Regions from separate parts of the Sus scrofa genome. Here region 2 is linked to region 1. A link is a contact called in public Hi-C data. All regions are on one chromosome and are shown on one strand. Each heading gives the region's core, a stretch centred on a gene start, on an enhancer-like site or on the middle of the called end of the contact. The rest is flanking DNA. Distances are from core to core; before and after follow the strand shown.

Evidence for each region. A called contact is a pair of places that touch in the nucleus more often than the background predicts.
Region 2: a Hi-C map of skeletal muscle shows a contact between it and region 1, with 2.1 times the contacts expected there. The contact joins two enhancer-like sites. A contact is called at or near these places in 10 of 47 Hi-C or Micro-C datasets (alveolar macrophages, blood, embryonic fibroblasts and 5 more).

The regions. Positions count from the first base shown.
Region 1 is chr8:76,289,870-76,295,296 of Sscrofa11.1, forward strand. No RefSeq gene overlaps it. Among named protein-coding and RNA genes, the nearest start is that of TIGD4, 13 kb to the left of the region's middle. Within about 2 kb of position 3,197, at least 4 of the 83 cell types and tissues checked have an H3K27ac peak or open chromatin away from gene starts, as enhancers often do. A contact at or near this core is called in skeletal muscle, where this site is marked.
Region 2 is chr8:76,375,828-76,381,254 of Sscrofa11.1, forward strand. The region is part of intron 3 of TMEM154 (transmembrane protein 154); the gene reads left to right. It overlaps LOC110262137, which reads right to left. Exons shown (of 7, transcript XR_002346729.1): 7 at 4,366-5,427. Among named protein-coding and RNA genes, the nearest start is that of TMEM154, 23 kb to the left of the region's middle. Within about 2 kb of position 3,299, at least 20 of the 83 cell types and tissues checked have an H3K27ac peak or open chromatin away from gene starts, as enhancers often do. A contact at or near this core is called in skeletal muscle, where this site is marked.

The sequences.
Region 1 (5,427 bases), core at 1,947-4,446:
TGCGACCTACACCACAGCTCATGGCAACGCCAGATCCTTAACCCACTGAGCAAGGCCAGGGATTGAACCCACAACCTCATGGTTCCTAGTCAGATTCGTTAACCACTGAGCCGTGACAGGAACTCTGAAAGCATTTCCTTTACACTAATGTAAAGCATAACCTGGAAGGAAAGAACATGCTTGTGGAACAAGCAGAAAAGATCATCCTGTAAGATACAAGTCTGCAAAACGAGAGAGTACATTTCAGAGCCCTCTGGTGTCCTAGTGGGTTAAGGAGCCGGTGTTGTCACTGCTGTGGCTTCGGTCACTGCTGTGGCACAGGTTCGATTCCTGGGCCTGGGAACTTCCGCATGCGTGGCTTCGGCTACCAAAAAAAAAGAAAAGAAAAGTAAATAGATTTCGACAATCTCATATTAACATTCCTTTTTTATTTTTAAAAATTGTATTATAGTTGATTTATAATGCTGTATTAATTTCTGCTTTATAACAATGTGATTCAGTTATATCTACATACACAGATCCATTCTGTTTCAGATTCTCTCCCATGTAGGTTACTGAAGAATCATATTAACATTCTTTTTCGTGTGTGTCTTTTTAGGGCCAAACCCATGGCATATGGAGGTTCCCAGGCTAAGGAGTGAATCGGAGCCACAGCTGCAGGCCTACACCACAGCCACAGCAACTCCAGATTCAAGCCACATCTGCGACCTATACCACAGCTCATGGAAATGCTGGATCCTTAACCTTCTGAGTAAGACTAGGGGCTGAACCTGAGTCCTCATGTATCCTGGCCAGGTTCATCAACTGCTGAGCCACGAAGGGAACTCCCCACGTTAACATCCTTGATTCCCTCCCTGATGCTTCTCTACAAATATTCTGACTACTGTAAGGAAGCACAATAATTGAGTAATAACCAGGGTTCTCCTCATGCTTTGTTTTGAGGTGTGGTTTTTTTCGGGGGCAGCTTGAATTATGTTAGTTCAATGCTCTCAAATGTCTTCATTGGAAATTACCATCCTCCTTGGAATAAAACATTTTCAATATTATTGGGAAAAGGTGGATAATCCACGTGAATGCTATGTATTGAAAGGGTCAAGCCTCAAAAGGAGGATTTGAAAACACCTTTTGGAAGGAAAAAAACATGACAAAAAGGCAAAATAAATGTTTAAAAACAAATGACTGTCTAATAAAAAATATCCCCCTCTTTTTTTTCCCCCCTTGATCTGATATAGTAACAAGCCGTGTTGTTCTTTGTCAAAGGCCGGGGCTCGAGAAGGAAGAGGAAAATATATTTTAGGACACGTAAAGCACAGCAGATAAAATTCGTTCTCTAATTTTTTTTATCTTGGATCATTTCTTTGGTGTTTTAATCACATTCTGCAGCTATCCTTAGAACAGAAGACAGAATATATATTTTTAGAACTGTTCACTGTCCCCTCCAAATTCTGTTGGCACTTAAGTTGACCACTGTTCGCAGCTGGAGTGTCTTTCACTGCTTTGTGATAAAGTCATTAACGGGAGCAGAAGTCTTTAAAATTATTCACTGAAAACCTGTTTTTCTTCTCCACCTCCGCCTTATCTAATTAAAGAGAAGCCAGACTTCTTAAAAACGAACTTTATCTCACTTAATGCCGCTAGTTAGAAAATGATGCCTTTGATTTTTATTTTCTGTAAGAGCCTTTCCCACAAGCTCAGGCAACTGTTTTTTTTTTTTTTTAATTTCAATAATGTGTGTACTGTGCTCATCAGTTCAAAAACTTCTGCATCTAGGAAAGGCAGGGCTCCTAATTAACTGCCCAGAGAATGGTTTCACTGTGTGGGAACTGGGCAAGGAATTGTAGAGGGTTTTGTGAGACCTCAGGGAGATGATACTGTGTTGCTAATCAGGCAAATGAAAAAGGGAACACTTTTTAATGACTTAGCAGCCCACTCCTGTGAGGGCTCCAGATGTTCAAAGCTCTCAAGAGCAGCTCTAGAAATCCTTGTCAAGTTCCACAGGGCAATGGGATCTTTATATAAGCCAGCCGTACTACCGGTGGGTTTTGGGTTTTCTTCTCTCAATTTTGAAATTGTTAAAGGCACATTTTTTTGGAGTTGTTTATTTTGAAATTAGTGAAAAATGCATTGAAATATGAGACATACTTCAAATAATAGTAATTTGAAAGAATCTACATCTCTCCTATTACATGTGTGTGCTTGGATTTTTTAGCTTTTTTTATTTTTTATTTTTGTCTTTTTAGGGCCGCTCCCACAACATATGGAAGTTCCCAGACTAGGGGTCAAATCGGAGCTGCAGCTGCCAGGCTACACCACAGCCACAGCAATGCGGGATCTGAGCTGCATCTGTGACCTACACCAGAGCTCACAGCAACGCTGGATCCTTAACCCACTGAGCGAGGACAGGGATGGAACCCAAGTCCTCACGGATACTAGTCGGGTTCGTTACTGCTGAGCCATAACGGGAACTTGATCTTCTATTAAATTTAAAAGTAGTGGGTAACAAGATTACCTGTGTTTTTAAATCTCTTTTGATTAACAACCCCTTCTGAGAATCCAAATAAAGCTTTCGATTTTCTCCAGAAAAAAAGACATGCATATAAAATTTGCTTAAGATTTTTGGAGATTCACTATTAAGAAACCCTGCTTTGGAGTTCCCTGGTGACTCCAAAGGTTAAGGATCTGGCATTGTCACTGCAGTGGCTTGGATTCAATCCCTGGCCAGGGAACCAACTTCTGCATGCAGTGGGCTTGGCAAAAAAAAAAAAAAAAAAAAAAAAAAAAAAAAAAAAGAAAAGAAAAGAAAAAGAAACCCTGCTTCATCTTTCCACCATATATAAAGTCTTCATTATTAAAAGCTATACAAAATGTTAAAAAAAACTTAGTCTCTGAGGAGATTAAGCTAATATCCCTAATATCCCTCTTCTTCTGCAAGCACATCGAATAAATACTTAAAGTCATTTTACCGATAAATACTTAGAAAAATTTTAATAGAATTATTTTTCTAAACTTGTGTTTGAGTTGAGCGATTTGGACTTTTCACATTTTTTTTAACTTTCTTCTTTAAATGTTATTTTTACTAGCTTGCTTGTGTATTTTTATAAGGAATTAACTCCCCTTGACAAATCCAATTAATAAATAGAACTGTCTGAAGGTTTGGCTCTCTAGAAGCCAAACAGAGTCTGGAATTAGTCCCAGGATGAATCTCTGTCACCAGGACTTGCTCATGTGACACTCCCTGGTAGTGTCATCTAGTGAAGCATCTGAAACACAACGTTTAAAAACTGAACACTTCTGACCCCAAGCTGACCTCCTAGGAATGATGTCTCTTCTGTTTTCAGAGCAAAGAAAATAACGATTCAATCACAGAACATAATTAGTTGAGCTGTTTTGGAACTGGAAGGAACACTGTCACACAGGGGTAAAATATTATTACCAGCGCCTTCTGTGCCAGTGCATTATGTTAGACAGTGCAAGGGGAGAAAGAGGAGCTCAAGACCTCCTCCTGGAGTTCCCACTGTGGCGCAGTGGGTTAAGGATCCGGCATTGCTGCAATAGCAGCTGGAATTTGATCCCTGACCCAGGAATTCCCTCATGCCTTGGGTGCAGCCAAAAAAAAAAAAAAAAATCTCTTGAGTTTCCATTGTGTCTTGGCAGTAATGAAACCGACTTGTATCCATGAGGAGGAAGGGTTGATTCCCTGACCCCACGTAGCGGGTTAAGGATCTGGCGATGTCGTGAGCTGTGGTGAAGGTCGCAGATGTGGCTCGGATCTAGCGTTGCTGTGGCTGTGGTGAAGGCGGGCAGCTACAACTCCGATTCGACTCCTAACCTGGGAACTTCCATATGCTGCAGGTGCAGCCCTAAAAAGACCAAAAAAAAAACCCCCCAAAAAACGAAAAACCAAATCTCGTCCCTACTTTAGATTTTGCCATCTGTCAAAGACAGAATAAACACACTGGGTGATAAAACCCATTGTGTGCTCTTTCAAATCAGTGTGGCAAAAGAATTCCTAGAGTACAGGGCGTGAGCTTGGTGTGAGCTGCTATAGCCAGGAAGCTTTCCTGCAGAGGGTCCCAGGCCTAGGCAGGTGAAGTGCTGGGCAGTAAATCCAGACTGGAAGAATCCAGAGAGTTTTTTTGCAGAGGTGGGGTGGGGTGCATTGTTTTGTTTTGGCTATGCCTGTGGCCTGCAAAATTTCCTGGGCCAGGGATCGAGCACATGACACAGCAGCGACAACTTAGAATTGTTAACCAGGGAACTCCTGGAAGTTTTTTTGGTTTTTGTTTGTTTGGTTTTTGTCTTTTGCCTTGTCTTTTTTTTTTTTTTTTAAATATGGTCACAGCAGCAGCATGTGGAGGTTCCCAGGCTAGGGGTTAATTGGAGCTGTTGCCACCGGCCTATGCCACAGCCACAGCAACACAGGACCCGAGCCACGTCTGTGACCTACACCACAGCTCCACAGCAAGGCCAGATCCTTAACCCACTGAGCGAGGCCAGGGATCGAACCTCACAGTTCCTAGTCGGATTCGCTTCCGCTGTGCCACGATGGGAACTCCCCTCCTGGAGGTTTTTAATTTGCTATTTTCTGTGCTGTATATCAGGAAGAAAAAGTGTACATTTACAGAGTCTCCGAATGTTGGAAAGGACAAGTCCTGTAAGTCACCGGGGCTTTGGACAGGTTGTAGAACATCCACACAAGTCCACCCCTGAGCGCTTAGAGCTCCGATGAGAAAATGTCCTTCTGGTCTATGTGTACTTGGAATCCTCGCAAGGACACTGAAAAGAGAGTAGTTCCTGCCATAGATAAGGAAAAGTTAGACTGGCCTAAGGTCGGCACGTCTGTTAAGATCACTGGGTAGGGCTGGATGGAAGATCAAGTAGAGAATAAAAGCGCTGAGGTCAGGAGAATTATTTTGGGAGCTAGAAGTTCGGATCAGGCATGTTAAGGAGTGGCTGGAAAGGCATCCAGCTCGTGTTACCTTTTTCTGCTCCATCGGCAACAGCAAGACGACTTACTTACCCGGAGCACAACTCTGCCCACCTGCCAGGGTGTGAAGGAAGGACAAATCACACAGTCCCCTCCCCATACACACCCGCCCACACCCCTCTAAACTTACTGTTTGGTTTACTTTCTGATGGTTCAGTTTCTTAGTAACTTTAACCTTAACCAATTTAAGGATGAAAGTTACTCTAGTCTATTCAAAAATCAAGTCCCACTCCTCACCCCACTCCCGATTCCAAGCCATTAATACTTAAGGCACCACCTCAACCAGATTTGTGCTACTAATAAGGTCTTATGTAGGTGGGAAAAAAACCACTAGGTTTTATTTATTTATTTCATTTATTTGTTTTTTGCTTTTGGCCATGTCTGTGGCATGCTGAAGTTCCTGGGCTAGGGATCAGCCAGGGATTGAAACTGCAACAAAG
Region 2 (5,427 bases), core at 2,049-4,548, 86 kb after region 1:
CTGTGTCCTTCACAGCCAGAAACAGGGCACCTCCGGCTTGGAGATCAGAAAATCCCGGGCCTGTGGGCCCCTCACTGTCCTTGCTTCTAAGCTCTCCTGCAGCTGTAAACAGTCGTTTTCCATTATGCCAGCAGGTAGGGCAAATGTGCGCTGGGAAAAGAGGCAGTGACGTGCATCGCCTTTCCTGGCGGGGGCTGGTGTAATAGATTCCAAGAAAGTAGGAAACCACATGTTTCTCCACTGTTTGCAATTTCACGGTGACCTAATGACAGCGGTCACGTGGAAGCTCCTTTGTAAGCTTGAGCAAAAAGCAAAAGCAGAGCTGCCTGACTTCTTTAAAAAATGTTTTTATTTTATTTTTTTGCTTTTTAGGGCTGCAACTGCAGCATATGGAAATTCCCAGGTTAGGGGTCCAACTGGAGCCACAGTTACAGCACCTCAGGGTCCGAGCCAAGTCTGCGACCTACACCACAGCTCACTGCAACGCTGGATCCTTAACCCCTGAGGGAGGCCAGCGATTGAACCTGTGTCCTCATGGATACTAGTCAGATTCTTTTCCACTGCGCCACAATCGGAACTCTGTTTGTTTTTGTTTTTAAGTAGGGAAAGTAAGAATTTCCTGCCCAAACCACAGCCTATAGTTGGTCTTCCCTAATGGAGTTATGAGGGTTGGGGGCGGGAGGGGGGGAGGTTGGGGTTGACTAGTCATATGGTTATGGTCTGAGGCTCCAAATCCAGAAAGGGATTCTTCATTGAACTTTATTTCAAGCATCTCAAAATTCAAAAGCCATTCATAAGCGAGAACTGGCCTCATCCCCAGACACGGCTGGTGTAGTATTTGCTGTTCCCTTTCCATGCTATGCTTATTTCTTTTGCCTGGAATTACCTTCTTGGTTGCTTGGTAAGCTGCCACCCTGTTCTTCCATGCCCAGTTCTAATAATTTTATGAAGACTTGAGTAATCACACCCCATGCCAAATTTTACTCACTGCCTCTTGACTGTGCTCAAACTGATTGTTTAGTTACACTGGCACAAGTTGGTGACTTCCCTTTTTCTTTTCTCTTTCTTTTTAGGGGTGCACCTGTGGCATATGGAAGTTCCCAGGCTAGGGGTTGAATCGGAGCTGCAACTGCCGGCCTACACCACAGCCACAGCAACACCAGATCCAAGTGGCGTCTGCGACCTACACCACAGCTCACGGCAACGCCGGATCCTTAACCCACTGAACGAGGCCAGGGATTGAACCCACATCCTCATGGATTCTAGTGGTATTTGTTATGGCTGAGCCATGGTGGGAACTCCATGACTTCCCTTTTTTTTACTTCCTTTTCTTACGAGGTTATGTTCTCTTTAAGGACCATGAGAACCATGAACTTGGCTTATTTCTCTTATCTAATTGCATGGCAGAAAGGTTGTGAGGAAAGACTCTGGTATGCTCTGCCTAGTTGGCTTTTGCCTTTCCTAACTTTGTGATCTATGGCTCCTCATCTGTAAAATGGGCAAATTCAGTACCTACCTTATAGAGTTGTTATGACAAGTGGATTCATCAATGTTAAGCACTTAGAGAAAACAGTACCCAGTATATTTTCTGTGTTAGCCAATTATTATTATCCTTTTGTTGTTGTTATCCTGCCCTGGGCATTTGGAAGTTCCTGGGCCAGGGATTGAACCTGCACCACAGCAATAATAATGCCGGATCCTTAACAGTCAGGCCACCAGGGAACTCCTTATCCTTTTATCTCACAGAGTGCCTAACCCAACACCTACATTAGCTGCTCAATACACGTTTGTCAAAGGAATGAGCTGATGAGGGAATTTTAGAACTTTTTAAACAGAGTACTAATTCAGTAAAAATCACCTCACCCATTTCCCTTAATACAGATTAGCACATTGCTTTTAACTTAAATATGCCTCACTTTAAGAAAACACAAATGGAAAACTTAGCATTTCAAAGCCATTGCTAATCACCAAAGCACTTGGTAAAGAAATCTTTCTGCGAATATTTTCTGTTGCTAGCCACTCCTTTGATACAGATACAGATGCTTAACTGATTAACACACGAATCTCTCTTCAGACAAATTGACAACTAAAAGGTTGACAACCACTGTCCTTTGAGGTTTGCTCACTCATATTTAACATGATAAAGCAAGTCAATAGAAAGAGAATATTTAAAGAGTTCCCATCCTGGCTCAGTGGTAATGAACCTGAGCAGTGGCCAAGAGGAGAAGGGTTCCATCCCTGGCCTCGCTCAGTGGGTTAAGGATCCGGCAATGCTGTGAGCTGTGGTGTAGGTCACTGATGTGACTTGGATCCCATGTTGCTGTGGCTGTGGTGTAGGCCGGCAGCTGCAGCTCCGATTGGACCCCTAGCCTGAGAACTTCCATATGCCGCCTGTGTGGCCCTAAAAAGCAAGAGAGAGAGAGAGTATTTAAATAAACGGAATTTGATTTAAATATTTTTCCCAGGAAAATAAAACTGTCATACTGGGTCAGGCCAGCATCTTTCTTGGAAAGTTCCCAGAGGAGTGTCTTGTGGCAGGGCCTGGATATTATCGATCAGGAATATTCTTCCACACCAGGAAATGTCTTTAAATTCGACAACTGGGGAGCACTTGGCCCACATGTGTAGAAAGAACACTTCACCTGCTTGGAAATTCACATTTTCCTTTAGGCCTGTCCATTCCACATCCAGGAAAAAGGAAGGCTGTAGAGTGACTTGAACTCTGTCATTCTCCCCAGGCTTGGAGGCTCACATCTGCAGTTATTCTTTAACAGGTATCAGGTGTCTGGATGGGCTGCAGGGGAAACAGCTGGCAGGGAAGCATCCCTTTAAACAGGCTGTGTCTCCAGGACACCTGGCTGGGCTGTGTCTCCACTCTGGCTCACTCTTTGGCAGAGAAACCTGATAAGCCAGCAGGTCTCCTGCTGGGCTCCCGCCCCATCCCCTGCCGCGCAGTTCCACCATCTGTAGCACGGAGGAGGGGAGCCTGGAGGGGGGGCCTCTTCAGGCTAAGTGGGTGTAACTTGGGAACTGAGGAGGAGCAGGACAGGAACTGGCAGGGCTGGGGGAGGGAAGAGGGCGTCAAGGGCAGGCGGAGGGTTGTGTGAGAGTTGCCTCTGCCTCCTGGTGCAGAGCGAGGAGGTGGCTATTAATGAAGAGACAAGGCAGGTGGAGTGGAGCGGGCAGGGCGGGATCGAAGAGGACAAGTAATTGGTCTCGCTCCGGGTTTAGTGCTGCGCGGCGTTGCGCTCTCCCAGATGTTGTCCGGTTGCCATGGCGGCGGGGCAGGGGTAAGGGCGGTGGAGCAGGGGAGCCGAGGCCGCAGGAGGCTTTTTGCTCTGTGTGAATACTGATTACAAGAGCTTCACATGTGGAGCACTTGTGTAATGGGCTTTTAAACTTCTCCATCCTCTGCATGCAGGGCTAGCTTTTGCTCCCCGGGAAGCCTGACAGCACCCAGATTAGCAAGATAAATCCACCGTGGGGCTGTGGGGCCATTTGTTTAGTGAGAATTTAGGAAGGGGTTATTAAACAGGGAAAGAAGGAGAGGAGAAGGCTGGAATGACAAAACAGGATTTCTATGGGTCACCTGTAAGGGAGGTTTGGTTGTATAGGGGCTTTATTTAGAGTAAAATCCCTTAAGGAAATAGCCGGTCAGTTTTTAGATGAAAAATGAATGTCTGTAAGTAAAGGAAGGTAAACACTCTCCCCTTTCCCCAATCTGGGTGCCCTGAGGAGTCAGGTATCTGCAGGAAGCTTCAGCTTCAGGGGTGGAGTGGGGCTTGAGGAGGTAACCCACAGCCACTGGAAGGGAAGCAGTGATGGCATGAAATTGGCAGCAGTGCCCAGCCTTCCTGGATGAGCAGTGCCGTTAAAGCATGCCAAGCCACAGGAAATTACAGCGGCTCTGGGCTGCCAGGAACTCTATTCCAGGTGCCTGCTGGTTGTGTTCCCTCGCTGGGGACCTGCCTTTCTGCCCTTCAGACAAAGGAGGCTTCTGATGGCCAAGGATCAGGTCAATCTGACCATTCAGTGGATCCCTGCAAAGTGTTTGTTGCTATGTGGTTTCCACATCCTAAAATGTGCAGTGGGGCCGTGGTGTCCACTCATAGGCCATCACTGCCTCGTTTCTCTGGGTGCCTTGGTTTCCCTGCCAAACAAAACAGAGCTTGAGCTAGGGCCCTGAGCTCTGATGCTTGCCACATGTTCATCTGGGGTCTGCTCAGCTTTGGAGTCATTCTGCAAAACTGTTACCTGACTCATCTCAATTAACAGCAACAAAAAGCAGGCTTGTTGGAAGTTTCTGTATTCTGAGAATGCTAAACCCAAAACCTCGAACATGAATTGAACCCCAGGGCTGGACAATGCAGATGAAGACCTGTTCATTTATTCCATAAATATTTACACAGTGTTATTGGGGACTGTGCAAGCTGGATGGGGAGGTGGGTATGTCACAATGAGCAAGGCAGATGGATCGCAGGGCTTGGGGAACTACGGTCAAGTGGGAGAGACAGACAAAAGAGAATTGAACATGGAGTTCCCGTTGTGACGCAGTGGAAATGAACCCGACTAGTATCCATCAGGATGTGGGTTTGATCCCTGGCCCGGCTCCCTCAGCGGGTTAAGGATCTGGCATTGCCGTGAGCTGTGGTAGGTTGCAGATGTGGCTCAGATCTGGCATTGCCGTGGCTGTGGTGTAGGCCAGCAGCAGCAGCTCCGATTTGACCCCTGCCCTGGGAACTTCCATATGCTTCAGGTGTGGCCCCAAAAAGCAAAAAAAAAAAAAAAAAAAGAGAGAGAGAATTGAACAGAGGAACTGCTCAATGATGAAGTGTGGCAGATGCTGTGAAGGAGCAAGCAAGCAAGGAGCTGAGCTTGGAAAGAGCAAGAGAGATGGGCCCTGCTTCGGACGGGGGGGCGGGGGGGGGGTGGTCAGGGAAGCATCTCTGAGGAAAGAGGAAAAGCTGATGTAACAGGACGAAGGGCTCCTGTGTTGTCCACCACACAGGAAGCCAGGTTTCGGTGGTGGGGAGTTGGCAGCAAAGTAAAGGTTTCTTGCAGAGCGCCCAGCAAGGGGCATGGCAAGCTTCAGAGCCACTCCACCGGGGTCTTTGAATCAGGGGTGTTGTTAAAGGAAAAGAACAAAGGGGCTGGGATTAATCAAGGGCTCCTGACATTTCTGTGACATTTCTTCACCGTGGTTTGGGGAGCCCTGGTTTGCAGTTCTGTGGCAAGGCGACCCAGGGCTGGGCTGGGCTGGGCTGGTCTGGAGGTGCCTGTGAGCTCACCTTGCCCTGGAGAAACAACGTGAGTTTGTGCATTACTGATGGTTTCTACACCCGAAATGTTAGTGCATCAACAATGTTCACAACAACCGCGATTGTAGTTACTCAACTCTGGTGGATTCGTGTCTGGTTAGCACAGGAT